2 separate regions of the Macaca mulatta genome follow, and region 2 is linked to region 1. A link is a contact called in public Hi-C data. All regions are on one chromosome and are shown on one strand. The core of a region is the stretch at or near the end of the contact, and the rest is flanking DNA. Distances in the headings are between cores, read along the strand shown. Region 1 has its middle 34 kb from the start of PHGDH. Region 2 overlaps ZNF697 (zinc finger protein 697).

Region 1 (3,922 bases), core at 1,019-3,518:
TGAAAACATTGCAACACTGGCCTCTAGTGCCCACTTGGGACCACTCAGTGACAGCAGTCCCCGTTAGAAGGTGATGAGTTTGCAGACTCTCCTGGGGCCCACTCTTAGGAGACCAGGGATTTGTGTTATTGCGGAATTGAGAGGAGCAGAGCTGAAAGGCAGGAAAGAAGCGCTGAGATTTTTTTTAAAGCAGAAAAAAAGGGGTAAAGAGGAAGTACCTAAGTTTACTTTGGGGTCTGGCCACTGTACTTTCTATTTTACCCAGGGAAGTGTCAAATTACATATTAGAGCCTTTGTGTACCTCATGGCACCTCATCTGGGCAGAGGGCCGAGTCCACTCCGAGCAGAAGTTCAGTAGGCTCCAGGAAAATTCTACTGGGCTCCCTGTGTGTCCTTGGGGAGCCTGTTGGGAATCTTCAACGCTCTTTGGCCTGGAGTTGGTTTCATTCCTCAGTCCGGCATTGCACTCACCCTTCGCAATCAGGACAGCTTATTCCTGGTTTTCAGTTCCTCCTTCCCAATGCCAGTTCATACATGACTTCACTATTCACTCACAGCTTCTAATGGACCAATGTTTACTACTTCAACAAACAGACTCTGGTTACCCATAATGTGTCAACTGCACAAAGTGCTGGGGAATTGAAGACAAGACATGATCCTGCCAGACAGTGACACAGTGTGACTAAAACGTTTGTGGGGAAGGCTGACCATCCGATTGGGTGATGGAAATCTGTCCACCAGATGGCGGTCAAGAGACTCCAGTGTAACAAAACAACTACAGAAAAATTAAAAAGGGAAATTTGCCCCGTGGAAGAATAAATAGCGCTATGACTTCTATTTCACGTGTACTTTTATGTTCTATTAAACACCTAACAGTTACATTCTCCAAACCCCTGGACTCTGGGTGTGATGTTCAGACAGGGCACAAGCTTCCACACCTGGCCTCTCTACCCCTTCAACCACTCGTAATCTCCGAAGACAGAGCACTGCCCGGTGAGACTAGGAAAGAACTGGCTATCGGTGAGATGTGCTCTCAGGAGGAAACTCCTCCGTTTGAATGAAAGGCTGATTCTTACTTGAGTTCTCTCCCAACTGGGTGTCCCTGGGAGGGGACGTCTCTCCTCTCCTAGATTCTGTGGCACTGCTCTCTCCCTATCTGCTCATCTTCCGTGTAATTTGATTAGAAATTTTTTTTTATGTGCAAGCTCTTCCAACTGTTTATAGTTTTTCACATTTTTTCCTGATTATAATAAGCTCGTTACAAGAAATGCAAAAAGATTAAAATTTAGGAAAAGTGTAATTCAACTCTTGGAGATAACCACTGTTAAGAGTTTGGTGTATATTCATCTAGAACAGGGTTTCTTTTTTTTTTTTTTTTTTTTTGACGGAGTCTCGCTCTGCCGCCCAGGCTGGAGCAGTGGCCAGATCTCGGCTCACTGCAAGCTCCACATCCCGGGTTCACGCCATTCTTCTGCCTCAGCCTCCCGAGTATCTGGGACTACAGGCGCCCGCCACCTCGCCCGGCTAGTTTTTTGTATTTTTTAGTAGAGACGGGGTTTCACCGTGTCAGCCAGGATGGTCTCGATCTCCTGACCTCATGATCCGCCCGTCTCGGCCTCCCAAAGTGCTGGGATTACAGGCTTGAGCCACCGCGCCCGGCCTAGAACAGGGTTTCTTAATCTCAGACCTGTTGGTATTTGCCGCCAGCAAATTCTTTGGAAAGCTGCCCTGTGGACTGTGGAATGATTAGCAGCAACCCTGACCTCTGCCCACTAGAGGCCAGTAGTAGCCTCACCACCACTACCACCTAGTTGTGACAACCAATAATGTATTCAGACATTGCAAATGGTTTCATATTACACATACTTTCGGGCAACTGGCTTTTTAACTTACATTTTGTTGTTGTTGTTGTTGTATCTTAACAACAGATTTGGTCATCTTTCCATTTCAGAACATCTGGACCTATTACATTCTTCAATCTACTGTATCATGATTTATTAACCTGGTATCTTCTATTGATGATCCTTTGGGTCATTTTTAATTTTCTTACTTTTACAAATGTAGCTTGGTGAAAAAAAAATATTTAAAATCCAAACTGTCTGTGGCCATTTGTAAGGGAAGAGGAAAGGCATATTTCATAGCAGAGGGAAAACGAGTATCCATATTGCTTCCTTTTACTTATAAATCTTGGTGGGTAAAAGAAAAGGAGGTCTGAAATGTGGAAACCTCCACCGATTTTCTGTACTGTTAAAGCTTGAGGCCAAATTAATGGTCCCTCCAGTAGTCTAGATGTTATCAAAGCTTTAGAAATGCAAAGAAGGTCGAGGAATGGAGAGGGTTAGAAAGCAGAATTGTTCTGCATACCGCGAGACAAAGTAGCAAACGGAAGGAGGCTGTTTGCCTGTTTCTGCTTGCCAGGGTAATTTTACAAAGCCCCTGACTGTGAGGCCTGCAGCTTTCCAGAAAGATACTTTGACAAAACCGGATAGAGCACATGATCCCCCATGCCTCTTGCCTGAGTCACTGTATTTCTTAAAAGTTAAGTGACTCTAGTCCTTGCTTTTTCTTACACACGATAACATCTCATGGGGTTAGTCATTATGCTTCTACTACCTATAACCAAATGTACTTTAGTAAACTATATTCAAATGTACTCTTGCACCCAAACTTAGATGTGATTTTGCACATACTTAACCTCCACCACCTACCTACCAATGGGCTGAAACACTGCTTTAGAGGAAGGAGTCCGATAGATCTCCCTAAAAGACTCCTCCCGGGCTATGGGCCTCAGTCTATAGTCCTCAGTAAGAATCGTGAATAAAATTTATTTTAATTCTTTAAAAGCTTGATTTTTTTTTCCCCCTTGGGTATTTTAACTGTCCCTAAATAGTCCATGGGAAAGCAAATCCTGAAAACACAGAACTGATAAGATGTCAGGAAATGCCTGAGGTGGAGAGAGAAGGTCAAGTGAAAAAGCAGGATACCAGAGCCCATGGACAAAAGTGGTCAGTGAGAAATTCTTCATGGGAAAGAGAACAAAAGGCCTTTATGTATGAGAAGGTCTAATATTAATTTTTGAATGAGTCAGTTTGTGTGGTTGTAAAAAATCCACATTCACATGGCTTGGGAGGTGTTTTTGTTGTTCTGTTTTGTCTTGTTTCGTCTTGAAAAAATAGAATGGTAAGGAAAGAGGGTTAAATTTCACATGTACGTTGGTTCAAATCAAAAAGACAACACAGGCTAAAAGAGGTGAGATGCAAGTGGGCTTGAAACAGAACCAGAGCTCTGAGCAACATAGAAAGAACTGTGAGAAAATAAAACTGCCAAAACTCACAGAAATCACAGGAAGGGCCATGTACATTCCACAGGGTTAGGATTCCCAGGTGAATTTCATTTAAATCTCAAGGCACAGGGTGACCGTTGGCTACTGACTCACACAAATGGCCACCGCTATGACATCCTTTCTGAACGTACACCTTTAAGTTTTTGTGCAACTTCTTTTTAAATTCATATTTATTGACTTTCTACCACCCACAAATGTAGCAATGAGCAAGCCAGTCAATTGTCTGAGATCCATAAAAATGATGTTTGCATTCTTTTAGTTAAATTGCTGAGTCAAAAAACATGATAATTTAAAAATTCTGAAGGCCATTTCGAAATGTTCTTTCTTACCTGGAGATTTGATTTTCATCCAGGCATTGCTTTTATATTTACTAATGGTTTGATGTGTTTCTCTATATTTAATTCTTATCCATCAGAATTGCATATTGACGTATCATGTGAATCCCTAAATTGATTTTTCCCCAAAACATCCAACTAGTTTTTCATAGCCACAATTTATCCAGTAGTTCAACCCTTCACCATTGATTTGTAACACTTTCCTCATATTTTAACTTCTGTGTTTTAGAATCTGCTTCTGAGC
Region 2 (3,922 bases), core at 1,036-3,535, 66 kb after region 1:
TCTGTGGATGCTAGTAATTTATACTTGATCAGTTGTATTCTAGTAAAGAACCTCTTTGGGGACTGTAGGAAAGCATGTTTTTGTGGTTATAAAAACACTTAAAAATCCTGATAATTCTGGGCTTGTATGATGCCTGTTGATCTTGCCCTCTGAATCAATTTATTGTTATTCACAAATGCAAATAGGTTTTCAAACTATAGACAGTTTTGAATGACATTAATTCTCGTTTTCTTTTAGTCAGGAGTAATACAAGCAAAGCAAGTGTCCGTTTTGAATTCTGATTTTAATCTGAATAGGAAGCATATTAGACCCACCTGAAAATAATATAGCCAATTTTTAGGTAATCTTACTGCTTTGTGAGTTTCTTTCCATGTATATCTACCTCTTCCAGCTGTTTTAAGTTCTCTCAAGTCTGTGCCTATGAAATCTCATCCACCTTTTGATTATTCATGGATTGATTATCCGTTTTATTGTTTTTTGTTTTTTGGTTTTTTTTTTTGCTGCCATTGCTATGCCTGGTCTTGTCTGCATCAAATATACTACATATCAGCAACTTTAGAGAATGGGTTCAACAGGGAGTGGAGAGTGAAGCTAATGTAAAATAGTTTAGTGGCAGTGGGAATCTTTGGACTTCGTTTACCTCTCTCGTTATTTCTATTACCATGGATAAGAGAGTCAGCTGCTACTTTGATATCCCTTCTATGAGCAAATTCTTAGAAGAAAACAATCCAACTACCAACGCCCGACTCTATTGGTGCGTTTAAAATGTGATTCCATTTTTTCTTACAGTTCTTCAGGGAACTTATCTGCATTAAGTGAGGTCAAATGCATTCAGGAGGTTGTTTCTTCTATCTAGTTTTAGAATAATATTTCTTTGGCAAACCCTGTTAACTGCGGTTCACCCTTGAAAACGTTCATCTGAGGACTTTTTCCACCAACTCGTTAATGATGGTGGAAGCAAGTGTATTATTTGTTTCCTGGAGAATTTGGTGAAGAGCAGTCTTCTGCTGCTGCTCTTTACTAAGCAAAACCTGGAGCAGTTTAAATAGGCTAAATGGTTTTGATTAAATCTTGAGCTCCGAGTTGGAAGGAGAAAATGAGAAGTTAACCCCTTGAGCCATGTGGTCTCTTTACAATCAAGAGACTGTACATATGTGAAAAAATACAAATTAAGGAACTGTGTTCATAGACAATCTAAACTGTGTTTCTGAAGTTTGTGCACATTTTTCTTCACTGTAATGTTATTTTACAGCTGTTTGTTAAAATAGTGAATAATGATCCTAAAAGTAACAGGTTTTGTGTGAGTGTGCTTGTATATGTGAGAATTGCCTTATTTTCAGGTTGTTTTATTTAATGATGGTTCCTTGGACAGCATTCTGGTGTTCAGCAACCAATATGGAATATTTGTCATTAAATCCATATCAGTCTTTTACCATGTCATTCTTCTTTGACACACATTAAATGCCACTCAGCTCTACCTATGGAAGCTATGTTCCTGTAGAACAAGGGTTGACAAACTACCAAATCTGCCCTGCATATTTTTGTACCTAAAGTTGCGTTAGAATACAGTCATACCCATACCCAGGCACATTTGCATAGTATCTGTGCTACTTCACCCTGAATTTGCTGTGAGTGGGCCTCTGCCCACATTCCAATTAGAAATACTGTACCTGGTCAACCTGGAATTCTTGAGGTTTGATTAGTTTAAGCTACAGATTTTCTTAACCTTGGAGAGCTTTTTGGATTGTTTGCCTTTTAAATGACGAGAGCGATTAATTGGAGTGAGGCCTAAGTTCCTGTAGTTTTATAGAAACTCCCCAGGCGATTTTAATGGGCAAACAGGGTTGAGAACTCTGTAGGACCAATTAGAGATCCCCCATTCTTTCTTGGGGATTACAGTAAGTATAATAATACGTAAGGCTCAAATCTTCTCCTCTGCTGGGAGGTATGGAGGCAAAGGGCAATGCAAGGTGCAACATACTTTGTTTGCTCCTGGTGGGCCACCTTTCACACAGCTGCTCCAAATCATGACTATAATAAGTAAGAGCCAGGAAAAGTGCCTGTCTTGGCTGTCCATCCGATGACAATGGAATAGGTGTGGAAGGCTGCTGCTGGCCTTCACCGTCTTCGCCATTCAGTCAGCCTTCTTCCGCTTCTCTGAGATCTTCATTCCGGCAACTCAGCTCACTTAATAAAGCAAAACCCCAGGCATGACTCCTTTGCTCAGCTGCCCTTGGCATTCACATAATTTCCGTCCTCTCTGCCCATGTGGGAGGGGAGGAGCACAGCTGGCCAGTCTCCAGCACGAATTGCCTAGTGGTTGCTCCTCTCTCCCTATCACAGCCGCAAGTACCCCGTAGAGTGCAGATTTCTGCTGCTAGACTGTGGTTTCAAGGTCATCTCTGCTAACCCAAAGCACATTCCAATGGGTTTCAATTTCCAGCTGCTCCCTTGAGATCCAGGCCACTGTTCACAATGCTCTCTGCATCCAGCTGGTGCCCTGCCTCATTTCAGCAGTCAGGAATGCTCAGCTTTGGAAGCCAGTGAGGTGGGCGGCAAGGTGTTCCATATACCACGTTGCCCCATGATTTTAAGAAAGTTGAAAAAGGTGTCAGTGTACGTGCAGTGTTCTAGTTGGCATTCCCACACATATATTTGAAGGATTTCCAACCTGAGTAAAGGAATTGCCAGACACCAATTCCTGGAGACCAGGGATTCACTGGAAGCAGTTCCATGCATTCTTTTATTCACTGAAGACACTCCACTGAGATGCTTTTCTGAAAGCATCAAGGGCTGAGGTAGGGAGTGGTTCTACCTGGGTGTTCTTGTTTTGTTTTGTTTTGTTTTGAGATGGAGTCTCCCTCTGTCGCCCAGGCTGGAGTGCAGTGGCATGATCTCGGCTCACTGCAGGCTTCGCCCCCCAGGTTCACGCCATTCTCCTGTCTCAGCCTCCCGAGTAGCTGGGACTACAGGACCCTGCCAGCACGCCTGGCTAATTTTTTGTATTTTTAGTAGAGATGGGGTATCACCGTGTTAGCCAGGATGGTCTCAATCTCCTGACCTTGTGATCCACCCGCCTTGGCCTCCCAAAGTGCCGGGATTACAGGCGTGAGCCACCGCGCCCAGCCCTGCCTGGGTGTTCTGATACCATCTGTGTATGACTGGCCTTCCACAGGCCCCAGGGCTGTGTCTCATTAAGAGCAGAGACCCTGGGAATTTCACCCCTCAGCTGAGTGGGCAAGTGCCGGGCATAGTGCTCAGTGCTAGGGAGACAGGCATGAGAGAGGTACAGATGCTTACACATTCCAACACCATTTAAGGGTGAAGGTGAAGGCTGATTTTGTTTCCTGCCTGCCTAACCTGCTTGGGGTGAATTATTTTGCCAACTATAAGTATGACTTTAAGGATTTGGCCTCTGGGGCTGCAGGGGGTGGGAGGTGGACAGGGGGGAATTTCATGTCAAGACTTCACATGTTATGCTAGGGCAAGATGGTACATTCAACAAAGGCTCAGCGTTAAGCAGATTCTCTGCCAAGGACTCTGGAACTCTAAGTCAGAGTCCCCACTACTGCTGCAAATCAGGCAATGTCCACTTTAGCTGGCTTTGTTGGGTGAGGGAAAGGACAGTGTGTGACCTTGGAAAAGCTAGCTCACTTTGTCAAGGGGCTGGAAAAGGATCTGGCTAGACATTTCTCTTGTCAAGAGTAGCATTAGCGATTGTCTGAAACAAGGGTCACTTCAAGGTTTCAGCTGAAGTAGCTCTGCTGATTTCTGTGTTGAAGTTAGTAGATTTGGTGGAAATTACAGACATGACTTCACAGCCAGAGATTCCCTGGACTCACACAGCCACTGTCAGTGCTGCTGCAGCCTAGACCAAGCCCTATAGGTATTCTTGATCTTGCTCTCATCCGTGCAGTGGAAA

Evidence for each region. A called contact is a pair of places that touch in the nucleus more often than the background predicts.
Region 2: a Hi-C map of fetal cortex germinal zone shows a contact between it and region 1, with 2.4 times the contacts expected there. The contact joins two enhancer-like sites. A contact is called at or near these places in 3 of 14 Hi-C or Micro-C datasets (blood, fetal cortex germinal zone and sperm).

The regions. Positions count from the first base shown.
Region 1 is chr1:120,630,338-120,634,259 of T2T-MMU8v2.0, forward strand. No RefSeq gene overlaps it. Among named protein-coding and RNA genes, the nearest start is that of PHGDH, 34 kb to the left of the region's middle. Within about 2 kb of position 2,269, at least 7 of the 40 cell types and tissues checked have an H3K27ac peak or open chromatin away from gene starts, as enhancers often do.
Region 2 is chr1:120,695,861-120,699,782 of T2T-MMU8v2.0, forward strand. It overlaps ZNF697 (zinc finger protein 697), which reads left to right. Exons shown (of 3, transcript XM_015149364.3): 3 at 1-1,432. Among named protein-coding and RNA genes, the nearest start is that of ZNF697, 29 kb to the left of the region's middle. Within about 2 kb of position 2,286, at least 5 of the 40 cell types and tissues checked have an H3K27ac peak or open chromatin away from gene starts, as enhancers often do.